2 separate regions of the Macaca mulatta genome follow, and region 1 is linked to region 2. A link is a contact called in public Hi-C data. All regions are on one chromosome and are shown on one strand. Each heading gives the region's core, a stretch centred on a gene start, on an enhancer-like site or on the middle of the called end of the contact. The rest is flanking DNA. Distances are from core to core; before and after follow the strand shown.

What was found. A called contact is a pair of places that touch in the nucleus more often than the background predicts.
Region 1: a contact with region 2 is called in a Hi-C map of fetal cortex germinal zone, with 2.3 times the contacts expected there. The contact joins the promoter of APRT here to the promoter of MVD in region 2. A contact is called at or near these places in 2 of 14 Hi-C or Micro-C datasets (blood and fetal cortex germinal zone).

Annotation. Positions count from the first base shown.
Region 1 is chr20:84,210,016-84,216,335 of T2T-MMU8v2.0, reverse strand. APRT (adenine phosphoribosyltransferase) reads left to right here and starts at 4,249. Exons shown (of 5, transcript XM_077986734.1): 1 at 4,249-4,378; 2 at 4,560-4,719; 3 at 4,885-5,798; 4 at 6,072-6,150. The coding sequence starts at 5,547. LOC144338183 (a long non-coding RNA gene) reads left to right here and starts at 2,462. Exons shown (of 2, transcript XR_013412067.1): 1 at 2,462-2,599; 2 at 3,040-3,188. GALNS (galactosamine (N-acetyl)-6-sulfatase) reads left to right here. Exons shown (of 12, transcript XM_077986725.1): 12 at 1,617-2,395. The coding sequence ends at 1,703. It overlaps LOC144338180 (a long non-coding RNA gene), which reads right to left and starts at 2,396. Exons shown (of 2, transcript XR_013412064.1): 1 at 1,188-2,396; 2 at 1-931.
Region 2 is chr20:84,053,238-84,059,542 of T2T-MMU8v2.0, reverse strand. It overlaps MVD (mevalonate diphosphate decarboxylase), which reads left to right and starts at 2,641. Exons shown (of 10, transcript NM_001260543.1): 1 at 2,641-2,725. The coding sequence starts at 2,656. It overlaps LOC144338177, which reads left to right. Exons shown (of 2, transcript XM_077986742.1): 2 at 2,232-2,619. The coding sequence ends at 2,619. It overlaps LOC144338190 (a long non-coding RNA gene), which reads right to left and starts at 2,414. Exons shown (of 2, transcript XR_013412075.1): 1 at 2,383-2,414.

The DNA of each region.
Region 1 (6,320 bases), core at 3,000-5,499, 160 kb before region 2:
TGCTCCTGGGACAGCTGAGCAGCCTTTGAGAAACGCAGACTCACACACACCCTGCGGCTGCCTCTGCTGCCCCTGGAGTTTGGGAGCAACCTCCTCAGCCAAACCCACCCCTGCTCTGGTGGCCAAGGGGGAGGGACACTCATGTGGCCACTCAGTGACACTCACGCCTGCTGCCGCCCAGGGCTGAGAGTGTCCTTAGTCCTCTGTCCGATTAAGCAGCACACAGAATTCAAAAGTCTGTCCCGACGGGAAGGTGCTCTCAGGGCCCTGCGGCATCCGACGTGGCACCGAGGTGGCCCGGATGGGGACAAGGAACCAAACGGCACTCATTTCAGCCAAGAAGGCTCCTCTTAGGGGCATAAGTCTCCCTTTCTGTTGCCAGGAAAAGTGCCCTCCCACCAAGCAAGGCTTCCACTAAGTGGGGCTGCGCTGTGAGGTCCACACACACCCAGGCGATGGAGGGGTGCGGGCTCCGCTCAGTGCCACACTGAACTGAGCCCAGCAGCGCGGCAGGGACCGGCTCCTCCCTGGGAAAGGCTTCTTGAGAGGCTGAAGCTGCAAGAGAGGGTGATGAGTTGAGAGGCTCGGGGTGGGCCTTTCTAACACTGCTGGCCACACAGAGGCCCTCAGCCACTTGGCAGCTGCATCCCCCACACCCAGGACTTCCCCACCAAGTTCTCACTCCTCCAACAGCAGCCTCCTCAGAGCTGGGAGGCTGAGTCGGGAGGGCGTCGCCTCCCGAGTTCCCATGATTCCTGGGGAGGCGTCTGTGTAGCTGCCCGCCTGGACTGAGGTGGCCTCCACACTGAGGCCAATTAGATGGGAGTCGGGGATTGGACTGGGCAGGGGACACATCAAACTGCTCAAGGCCAAGCGTGGTGGCTCACGCCTGTAATCCCAGCACTTTGGGAGGCCAAGGCAGGCGGATCACCTGAGGTCAGAAGTTTGAGACCAGCCTGGCCAACATGGGGAACCCTTGTTTCTATTAAAGAAATGGCCAAGCGTGGTGGCTCACGCCTGTAATCCCAGCACTTTGGGAGGCCAAGGCAGGCGGATCACCTGAGGTCAGAAGTTTGAGACCAGCCTGGCCAACATGGGGAACCCTTGTTTCTATTAAAGAAATGGCCAAGCGTGGTGGCTCACGCCTGTAATCCCAGCACTTTGGGAGGCCAAGGCAGGCGGATCACCTGAGGTCAGAAGTTTGAGACCAGCCTGGCCAACATGGGGAACCCTTGTTTCTATTAAAGAAATGGCCGAGCGTGGGGGCTCACACCTGTAATCCCAGCACCTTGGGAGGCCAAGGCGGGTGGATCACGAGGTCAGGAGTTCAAGACCAGCCTGGTCAAGATGGTGAAACCCTGTCTCTACTAAAAATACAAAAATTAGCCAGGCGTGGAGTATAGCCGTGCCTGTAAGCCCAGCAGCTATTCGGGAGGCTGAAGCAGGAGAATCGCTTGAACCCGGAAGGCAGAGGTTGCAGTGAGCTGAGATCGTGCCACTGAACTCCAGCCTGGGTGACAGAGCGAGACTGTCTCCAAACAGAACAACAAAGTGCTGCTGCTGGGCCCACGCGAGCTTGGAATAACTGTGTTGTTTTCTCAATTTTCATTTCCCAGAACTGGGCACCCCCGGGCTGTGAAAAGTTAGGGAAGTGTCTGACACCTCCAGAATCCATTCCCAAGAAGTGCCTCTGGTCCCACTAGCACCCGCGTGGACCCAGGCCAGGCCTGGAATCTCCGGTTGGCTCTGCAAGTGCCTGGGGGGAGGACGGCTCTGGCCTCAGTGCTCCCCCGGACCCTGCCCAGGCCAGACAGACGGCACCTGCAGACACAGGGGGACTGCATGACTCCACCTACCCAGGACCTGACCCTGGAGTGTGCTCAGCCCTCCTCCTCGCCCACGGGGCCTCAGATCTCAGGACCCTCCTCCTCGGCCTCAGGACACTGCCGTCTCACGCCTTTGGGAACCCCAAATATCTGAGACAGGTCTCGGTCAATTTAGAAAGTTTATTTTGCCAAGGTTAAGGATGCGCCCGTGACAGCCTCAGGAGGTCCTGAAAACATGTGCCCGAGGTGGTTGGGGGTATAGTTTGCCTTTACATCTTAGGGAGACATAAGATAGTATGTGTAAGACATACATTGGTTCGGCCAGTCTTCCACTGAATACGTGATTCAGTCTGGCCCAGTGAATCCACATTTTTATGTTAACAATAATGGAGGGGAACAATCAGATAAGCATTTGTCTCAGGAGCCCCAGAGGGGTGACTTCCAGTTCCGTCTGTCCTTTGTCCACAAGGAATTTCCTTGGGCGCTAATTATGAGAAAGGTATGTAGTCTTTCTCATTGTAGCTACGTTACTTAGAAATAAAATAGGAGGCAGGTTTGCCTAATTCCCAGCTTGGCTTTTCTCGGCTTAGTGATTTTGGGGTCCTGAGATTTATTTTCTTTTTATACCTTCCCAGCAGCTGCCAAGAATCAGGTGCCCAGCTCCGGCCGCCTCCCACCTTCTCCAGAGCCCAGCGCTGCATTCCTTGCCAAAGGGCAGGACTCGGGGCTCCCTGCTGTTCCTATACCAGCCCAACAGCCCGGGCTTGAAGGAGGTGACAGGGCCAATTCCGTGTTGAACCCTCCCCAGATCCCTCCTCCAGTACCCCCCAGTCCCAGGCCCTCCTCGGGCCATCTGGGAGACAGAGTCAGGAACAAGGAGGGGAAGGCCGAGGCCTCCTGGGCTGGATGTGGACGACTTAACTGCAGCTCACACACTTGGCCCGTGGGCCTGCCTCATGTGGCAGCTTCCGCGGGGATGTGAAGATATCAGGGTCCTCCATTTGCACCTTCCCTAGAGGTCTGGAGCCCAGGCCTTGCCAGCCCTGACCATGGCACACTTCGAGGCAGCCGCTGCCATGCCCCTCGGAATCAGAGGATAGGTCCCCCACCCGCCCTGGAACGGGGGCCCCAGCAGCCATACGCAGCCTCCGGCCTCCCCCCTCTGAAGGCTCCTGGGGGCTGCCTTCCACTGAGTGGGTTTTCCCTTCTGCAGTAGCTGCCAGGCCAAAGCTGAATTGGAAAAGTTGCGAAATGATGGGCCGGGCACGGTGGCTCACGCCTGTAATCCCAGCACTTTGGGAGTCCGAGGCGGGCGAATCACGAGGTCAGGAGATCCGGACCATTCTGGCTAACACGGTGAAACCCCGTCTCTAGTAAAAAATACAAAAAAAACTAGCCGGGCGTGGTGGCGGGCGCCAGCTACTCAGGAGGTTGAGGCAGGAAAACGGCGTGAACCCGGGAGGCGGAGCTTGCAGTGAGCCGAGATCGCGCCACTGCACTCCAGCCTGGGCGACAGAGCGAGACTCCGTCTCAAAAAAAAAAAGGCTGCGAAACGAAGAAAAGTTTTGGAATAGAGCGCAAGGCATTTTAGCCCTGGGGATTTTTTTGAAAGGAAATTGTGTTTGGAGGGAGTTGTGCCTCACGCAACCCCCTGGGTACCAGTCCTCGGGCGGCCAGGGGGTTCACAGCTCCCCACCCCAAGGCTGAGGAGTCACCTGGCCTCTGCAGGCGGACAGAAGGGCCACTGCCTTTGCGGATGCGCCCCCTGTCCTGGCCACGCCTTCCGGCCACTCTCCCCCAGGTCCGGGCGGGGAAGAGCCACCTCAACGGCAGGGCCCATCCATCCGCGAGAGGCCAGCGCCCCCGGCCGGTCCAGCCCAAGCCCGCCGCCTCCGCCCTGGGCTGCTTCCTCCGGGTCCTGCACCGCCCTCCTGCTACTTGGACTCCTTCCTCACGCCCTCCTCCACCCCGCGCGCCAGCCTCCCGCGCGCCAGCCTCCCGCGCGCCAGCCTCCCGCGCGCCAGCCTCCCGCGCGCCAGCCTCCCGCGCGCCAGCCTCCCGCGCGCCAGCCTCCCGCGCGCCAGCCTCCCGCGCGCAGCGTGGGGATCTCAGCCAATAGCGGAGAAAGGGCGAGGCCCGTAAGCGCGCCAGGTGCGTGGGCGAGACCAGCTCACGCCCCTCCTCCAGCCGCCAGGGCCCCGGCCCGAGAAAAGGAAGGGCGCCTTGACTCGCACCTTTGTCCGGTTCGAACGTTCTGCTCAGTGGTGCGTGGAATGCGAGCGCGTCTTAAAATCGATGGCGCCTAGGAGTCCATGAAATACGGTACATGCTTCCGGCGAGGGACGCCCCTTCCCGCGGAAGCCCCGCCCTCACCCGCGCATCCGCGCCCCGGGGATGCCCCGCCCTTCGTGGCGGCCCCGCCAGTCTCCGCGCAGGCGCGCTCGAGCGGCCGCTGGCTCCTCGCACGCGGCCATGGCGGACCCCGAGCTGCAGCTGGTTGAGCGGCGGATCCGCAGCTTCCCCGACTTCCCCACCCCGGGCGTGTTATTCAGGTGCAAGCGCAGGCCGCCCTCGTGGCGTCCCGACCTGCGGGCCTGCGGATGGGAGAGCGTTGCCCGCGACCTCGGCACTGTCCGGCAAGCGGGGCGGGCAGGGCGGGAACCCTCATCCTTCGCCCCCGGGGCCGCTGCCCTCCTTCGGCCCCGGCGTCACCAGGCCTATCTTTGGGTCCAGGGACATCTCGCCGGTCCTGAAGGACCCCGCCTCCTTCCGCGCCGCCATCGGCCTCCTGGCGCGACACCTGAAGGTGACCCACGGGGGCCGCATCGACTACATCGCAGGCGAGTGCCGCGTGGCCGCATCCAGGGCGCCTCTGCCTCCGCGCGCGCCGAGGGTAGCACGTGGGCTCTGCGCGTCTGTTTGGGGGAGGGCTTTTGGGGTCCTTCGGGGGCGCCGGGACGGGCACGGTGCTTGGGGTCGCCCCCTAAGGGTTGTGAGGTTGGGCCCCCGAGGCCGCCGCGCTGTGCAGGCGCCCTGCCCGCAGGTTCCGGGTTCCCAGCCCAGGACAAGCGTGACCGAGTCGCCAGGTCAGTTGGTCTCCCTGGAGTGCCCAAGCTGAATCCACGGGGCCCAGCTGCCTCGCTTCTTGTTCCTTCTGCGAGCTGGTATTGAGCGCCTGCCACGAGCCAGGCCTTCCCTGGTGAAGATCACGGAATGCCCACCCAAGGAAGGGGGGCCTGGAGGCCTCCGGGAGAGCCCGAGAGGTGGCCCAGGGAGAACAGTGTGTTCTGGTGGTCTTGCCTCTCCTAGGGCGTGACAGCCCACTCCCTGCACACTGCCCTGAGGGAAGCGCCAGCACTGCCAGAGCCCCCTTCTCACCTCCTGCAGGAAGCCCTCCCTGACCTCCTGCCAGGCTGGGGCAGGGTTTCCCTGAGCGTCCCCCAACCATCACAGCTCAGGTCACCTTGAGAGACTCACAGCTCAGGTCACCTTGAGAGACTCCGTTTTTAGACAGAAGCCCTGGGGCAGAGCTGCCTTTGAGAGAGAGTTGAGGCCTGACAGGTTTCTACCAGCCCCATTAAAGATGGGCTGCTGAGCTGGGGGAGAGGGGCGGTGACTCCCCCAGGACCACAGCTAAAAAGTAGCCCCTTAAAAGACAGACCCAGGTCTGCACTCTGACCTGGAAGCAGCTCCTGGTAGGTGACAGGTGACACTCCTTAAATGGCGCACGTCACCGGCCTTTCAGCTGGGAGCCAACCATGTACCCCTTGGCACCGGCCAACCCTGGCCCCTGGGGACTCCCATGCTGCCAAGTCACTCCTGTCACTCGCCCTGACAGGCCTAGACTCCCGAGGCTTCCTCTTTGGCCCCTCCCTGGCCCAGGAGCTTGGACTGGGCTGTGTGCTCATCCGAAAGCGGGGGAAGCTGCCAGGCCCCACTGTGTGGGCCTCCTATGCCCTGGAGTACGGGAAGGTAAGGGGCTGGGGTGGCCAGAGGAAGGGGAGGGCCAGGCCACCGTGGCCACTCTCCCCCAGATCTAAAGGCCCTCCCAGGCGTGTCAAGTGGAGCTGCTGTGGTTACAGTGCTCTTGGGAGCTCAGAGAGGGTGAGACACAGGCTGGGCTCACACAGCCAGGGAACAGCAAGGTGGGGCTGGAGTCAGGGCCTAGGGTGGCAGCTGCCAAGCTCTGCACACAAAGCTGTTTTCTGCGGGAGGCTGAGGACCACACACCACTTCCCACTCCAGGCTGAGCTGGAGATCCAGAAAGATGCCCTGGAGCCAGGACAGAGGGTGGTTGTCGTGGATGATCTGCTGGCCACTGGTGGTGAGGGTCTCCCCACAGCCAACTGCTGTGGCTCCAAGGGCCTGGTGGGAGTAGGGCAGGACCTCGCTGTGCCTGACGTGGGATGCAGCTTACTATTGTCCAGCTTACTATTGCCTGGTGGCCAGGCCGACACCTTCCTCTCTCCCCATACCCTCCCCTCCCCAACCCAG
Region 2 (6,305 bases), core at 1,392-3,891:
TCAACAGGATTTAGTGGCTTTGCATAAAACAGAAAAGTGGCTGTGATTGCAAGAGAAATTAAAAATAACCACCATCTGAAATGCAAATTGAAAACAGTGAGACACCACGTCTCACTCTGACAGATGACCCACTGTGCCGGTGAAGGCGTGCAGGCACTCTCAGACTTCCAGAGAGACCTGAGTAATCGACTGACTTCCACAAAGGGCGACTTGCCAACAGCTATCAAAAGTACTCAGGCACATCCTACTTGGCCCAGCAATTCCACTTCCAGGAATTTCTCCTGCAGAAATACATGTGCACAAACAATGTGGAAAAGCACCGTTTACACTAACAACCCAACTGTCCATCGGGACAGACCAGGTATATTTAGACAACAAACAAGGAAGCTTTTTACTAAATTGGGATGATCTCTAAGAAGCACGTAAGTAGAAAAAGCAAGGTGGGAGAACACGCTATGTACTTGTACTATGCACGTCAAGGAAAAAATACACCAAGAATTGACAGGCCAGGTGGAGTGGCTCAAACCTAATCCCAGTACTTTGGGAGACTGAGATGGGAGGATCCCCTGAGGCCAGGAGTTCAAATCAGTCTTGGCCACATAGCAAGACCCCTCCAACATCTCTACAAAAAATTAAGAAAAAAATTAGCCAGGCATGGTGGTGTGTACCCATAGTCCCAACTACTGAGGAAGCTGAGGTGGGAGGATTCCTTAAGCCAGAAGGTCGAGGCTACATGGAGCTTTGATCGTACCACTGCCCTCCAGCCTGGGCAACAGAGTGAGACCCTATTTCTAGAAAAAAAATAAAGAATAAAGAAATAAAGAAGTATGATGGTTCTGGTAATGGAACTAGGTGGCCAGGCAAAGTGGACATTTCACACTGCATAGTCCTGTATTTTCTGAAATCTGTCACCCTGGCTGGAGTACAGTAGCACCATCTCGGCTCACTGCAACTTCCACCTCCTGGGTTCAAGCAATTGTCCTGCCTCAGCCTCCCCACTAGCTGGGATTACAGGCGCCCACCACCACGCCCACCTAATTACTGTATTTTTAGTAGAGACGGGGTTTCACCATGTTGGCCAGGCTGGTCTCAAACTCCTGACCTCGTGATCCGCCGAACTCGGCCTCCCAAAGTGCTGGAATTACAGGTGTGAGCCCCCATGCCTGGCCAATCTGGGCTATTTAAAAACTGAAAGTAAAATTTTAAAAGGGGAAGGGGAAAATGGGAAGTTACTGTTTAACAGGGACAGAGTTTCTGTTTGCGATGAGAAAATTCTAGAAATAGTGGGGGTGTGGCACATGACTGGACTGAATGGCAGGGAAACGCACGCTTAAATGTTTCACGTATGTTTTACAAGAGCAGTCAATGCACACACAAGCGCCACAACCCAGTCCAAGGCTTTGCTCCTGCAGGGCCTTAGACGGGGTACTTGAGACGCCCACCTCAATGCAGGCTGGATCCAGCTCTGGGCTGCCGGGCTTTCCCGCCCCAGGGTCTTTCGTTCGAGTCCCATGGGGGGACCCTGGCCCAGGCTACGGCCGCGGAAAAGGCTGTGGGCGGCGGGACAGGGTGCCCTTGGCTGCCGGGTTCAGAGTGGATCTCGGGACACATCTTCCAGCGCCTGACCTCCGGCCTGTGTGCACCCCCATACCCAGCGGGGCCATACGAGAGCTTCATGGAGGGCACAGCGCGACCCGCCCTCCCCTCAGCCCCGCACAGCGCCCCACGGCCCCCGCACAGCCTCCCACACAGCGCCCCACGGCCCCCGCATAGCCTCCCACACAGCGCCACGCACAGCGCCCCACGGCCCCCGCATAGCCTCCCACACAGCGCCACGCACAGCGCCCCACGGCCCCCGCACAGCCTCCCACACAGCGCCCCACGGCCCCCGCACAGCCTCCCACACAGCGCCAGGCACAGCGCCCCACGGCCCCCGCACAGCCTCCCACACAGCTCCCCACGGCCCCCGCAGAGCTTCCCACACAGCGCCACGCACAGCGCCCCACGGCCCCCGCACAGCCTCCCACACAGCGCCGCGCACAGCGCCCCACGGCCCCCGCACAGCCTCCCACACAGCGCCCCACGGCCCCCGCACAGCGCCCCACGGCCCCCGCACAGCCTCCTACACAGCGCCCCACGGCCCCCGCACAGCCTCCCACACAGCGCCGCGCACAGCGCCCCACGGCCCCTTGATGGACCCCGCAGAGCCTCTCACACGGCGCCCCAAACAGAGCCTCACGGCCCCCCCACAGCGCCTCACGGCCCCCGCACAGCTGCCGCACACCCCGCATAGCACCAGCAGACAGTCGCGGAGCCGCCAAAGGCAACAGCGCCCACCTCGCAGCGCCCAGACCCTGGAACCCCGACGCCGACGCTACGCACCTGCGCACACCGCGCCTGCGCAGACACCACCCCCTCAGGCCTGGCGAGCACCCTCAGGAGGTGGGGCGGACCCACGTCAGCGGCCCATCGTCCGATCCCGTCCATTGGCTGAGAGGAAATGCGTGCGTCAGACTCGCCGCTGATTGGTCGGCGCGCGAGCTGCCGGGCTCTCACGGGCCAATCCTGTGGCAGCGCGTGAGGCGGCAGAGCCCTCTGGGGTGGGATCGCCGGCCGTAAGTGGCTGTGGAGCTGGGGGCGCCGCGCGGTGGGACCATGGCCTCGGAGCAGCCGCTGGCGGCAGTCACCTGTACCGCGCCGGTCAACATCGCGGTCATCAAGTACTGTGAGTGTCGCGGGCCGGCCTGGGACGGGGATGGCCGGGAGCGAGGCCGGGTCCATGGGGGTCGCGCGCTGACTCGGCGGCGCGCTCCGTCCTGCTCTCCCAGGGCCTCGACAGACGGGGAAACTGAGGCTCAGGGAGGGGGGCGGCGGTGGTCGGGCGGAGCCGCGCGCTCCTTCTCCGCGTGACGGGCTCGGCGCCACCTGTTCCCCCGCCACGGCTGCCGCCCCTGCAGGGTCGCCCCGCGCCTGCCCATTAGCGATTACCGAACTTTATCGAAATCATCAATCATCGATTCCCACGAGTCGTAAGAATCCGCCGTGGTGGTGCGCGTCTATGGCTCCGGCTACCGGGGCGGCTGAGGCGGGAGGATGGCCTGAGCCCGGGAGGTCGAGGCTGCGGTGAGCCGAGATCGCGCCACTGCCCCCCAGCCCGAGGCCCTGTGCCCCTCCCTCGCCCCGTTTCTGCCAATGGTAACCTCCAAGGAGCGGGAACAGGGGGTCTGCAGCCCACATCCCTGCGGGGGAGGCCGGTCCGCACCTGCGCGTTCATAGCCACACCCCTCCCCTCCCGCCGGGGTTACCTGGCCGCCGCTGACCACTGATTTTTGTAACGTCGTTTCAAAATGTTCCGAAACTGGAATCACAGTATGTGGCCCACCCAGTATCTTTTGAGTTTGGCTTATTTCATTCAGCATAGAATGTGGACGTGCCCCCGATCGTATCAATGCTTTGCCCCTCTGTTGCTGAGCCAGTCCGTGGACTCCATGGACCACCCTCTTAGCCAAGGCCTCACCCCGTTAAGAGCATCTGAGGTTTTCTTTCTTTGTTTCTTTTCTTTTTTTTTTTTTTTTTACAGGCACCGCCACCATGCCTGGCTAATTTTTTTGTATTTCCCTTACCAATAAAGCTGCCATAAAATGTGTACAGGTTTTTGTGTGAACATACATTTTCATTCTTCTGGGATAAATGCCCAGGAGTGCGGTTGCTGGGTCAGATGGTAGATATATATATGCATATACGTATATGCATGTGTGTGTATATATATACTTTAAAAAAAAAAAACTGTCCAATTGTTTTTCAGAGTAGCTGGGCCATTTTGCATCCCTACCATGACGCAGTTTTTCCAGATCCTCACCAGCATTTGGTGGAGTTGCTGTTTTTCATTTTAGCCGCGTCCTGGTAGGGATGTGCTGACAGGGTGCTGTGCTCCTCATTCGCATTTCCCTGTTGGCCAGTGATGTGGAGCGTCTTTCTTTGTGGTTATTTGCCATCTGTGGGTTTTCTCAGTGAAATGTCTGTTCATGTCCTGTGTCCATGCACTCACTGGATGGTTTGCTTTTTTACTATGAGTTTTGAGAGTTCATTATACATTATAGGCTGGGTGCGCAGGCTCAAGCCTGTAATCACAGCACTTGGGGAGGCTGAGGTGGGTGGATCACCTGGGGTCAGGAGTTTGAGACCAGCTTGGCCAACATGGTGAAACCCCGTCTCTACTGAAAAAAAATAAAATAGGTGTTCTAGATATTAGTCTCCTGTTGGACACGTGGTTTGCAGATACTGTCTCCCAAACTAGCTAATCTTTTCATCCTCTTAACAAAGAGCCAGTTTTTCATTTTAAAGAAGTTCAGCGTATCAGTTTTGATGTCAAGTCTAAGACCTCTTTGCGTAGCCCTACGTCCTGAAGATTTTCTGCTTTTCTCCGAGTTGTATAGGATTGCCTTTTATATTTGTCTGTGATCCAAGGTTGTCCATTTAGCACAGAAAGGCTACCCTTCCTCCATTGAATTGCTTTTGCACTTTTGTAAAAAAAAAAAAAAAAAAAAAAAATCAGCTGGGCTTGTTTGGGTCTGTTTCTGGGTTTTCTCCTTTTTTTTTTTTTTTGAGACAGAGTCTTGCTCTGTCACCCAGGCTGGAGTGCAGTGGCACAATCTTGGCTCACTGTAACCTCCGCCTCCCAGGTTCAAGCAATCCTCCTGCCTTAGCCTTCTGAGTAGTTGGGGCTACATGCACGCATCACCACACCCGGCTAATTTTTGTATTTTTAGTAAAGACGGGGTTTCACCATGTTGGCCAGGCTGGTCTCGAGCTCCTGATCTCATGATCTGCCCACCTTGACCTCCCAAAGTGCTGGGATTACAGGCGTGAGCCACTGCACCTGGCCTTTTATTTATTTTTTTGAGATGGACTCCCACTGCGACACCCAGGCTGGAGTGCAATGGCACGATCTTGGCTCACCACAACGTCCGCTTCCCGGGTTCAACCGATTCTCCTGCCTCAGCCTCCTGAGTAGCTGGGACTATAGGTGTGCACCGCCACACCCAGCTAATTTTTGTATTTTTAGTAGAGACAGGGTTTTGCCATATTGCCAGGCTGGTCTCAAACTCCTGACCTCAAGTGATCGCCGGTTTCCGCCTCCCAAAGTGCTGGGATCATAGGTGTGAGCCACTGCGGCTGGCCGACAGTGATTTTTATGGAAACTTGTCCATTTTCTTGTAACGTTCAGAGACTCTGGTCTTCTTTAACCCTTACATTTGAGCTGGTTTTTGATGGCACGCCGGTGGAGAAGGAGGTGCTGGCTCATGATAAGGAGGCAGAAGTCCAGGTTCCCTCCCCACCAACGCTGCCCCATCCCCACCAGGCCCTCAGGAATTCCTGAGCGTCTACTTGGCCTCTGATAAGAGACTGCAGGTCAGGGGAGTCCAGGCCCCTGTGTGCTCTCCACTGACTCCTGGGGCGGTGAAAGTCCCCACTCCTTCAGGGAGGGAAAGGGGGGGCACCGTTCCAGCCTGGAGTGTGGGAGGAATCTGTTTCTTCTTTAGACAGGGTCTGCCTCTGTCACCAGGCTGGAGTAAGTAAGGCTGGAGTGCAGTGGTGCCACCTCGACTCAGTGCAACCTCCGCCTCGCAGGTTCAAGCGATTTTCCCACCTCAGCCTCCTGAGTTGCTGGGATAACAGGCACGCATCACCACAGCCTGGCTAATTTTTCTATTTTTCGTAGAGACGGGGTTTCACCATATTGGTCAGGTTAGTCTCAAACTCCTGACCTCAGGTGATCCGCCCACCTCGACCTCCCAAAGTGCTGGGATTACAGGTGTGAGCCACCACGCCCGGCCTCCCAGAGTGCTGGGATTACCGGCGCAAGCCACTGCACTGTGCCGGGCCGGGACTCTGTTTCTGTGTTGCTAGGCTGTCCTTCCCGCTCCTGCTAGGGAAGGCTGGCTTTGGTTGGCAGTTCCAGCTTCTGCAGGGCTAGGTCTAGGGCAGGCAGGACAGAAAAGCAAGCCCGGGGGCTCCTCCTGCCCTGTCCCACAGCTGTCCTCTGTCACCCGTGAGAATCTCACCTGTGATGTCCAGGGTCTTAGTTGTCCTCAGTGGGAGACAGACGGAGAAGTCCGCCGGCCCACCTTCCTGAAAGCAGAGGTTTGCCGGCCTCTCAGGGCAGCCGCGTCCGCCTACAAGGGCCACTCAGTGCTGTGTGAGAAAGAGCCTTGCGAACTGCAGAGCGTGGTTCTTTCCCAGGTGTCCGCATTTATCACCCCTGGAGCTGTCCGCCATCCCCAGAGACCTCCCCTCTCACAAAA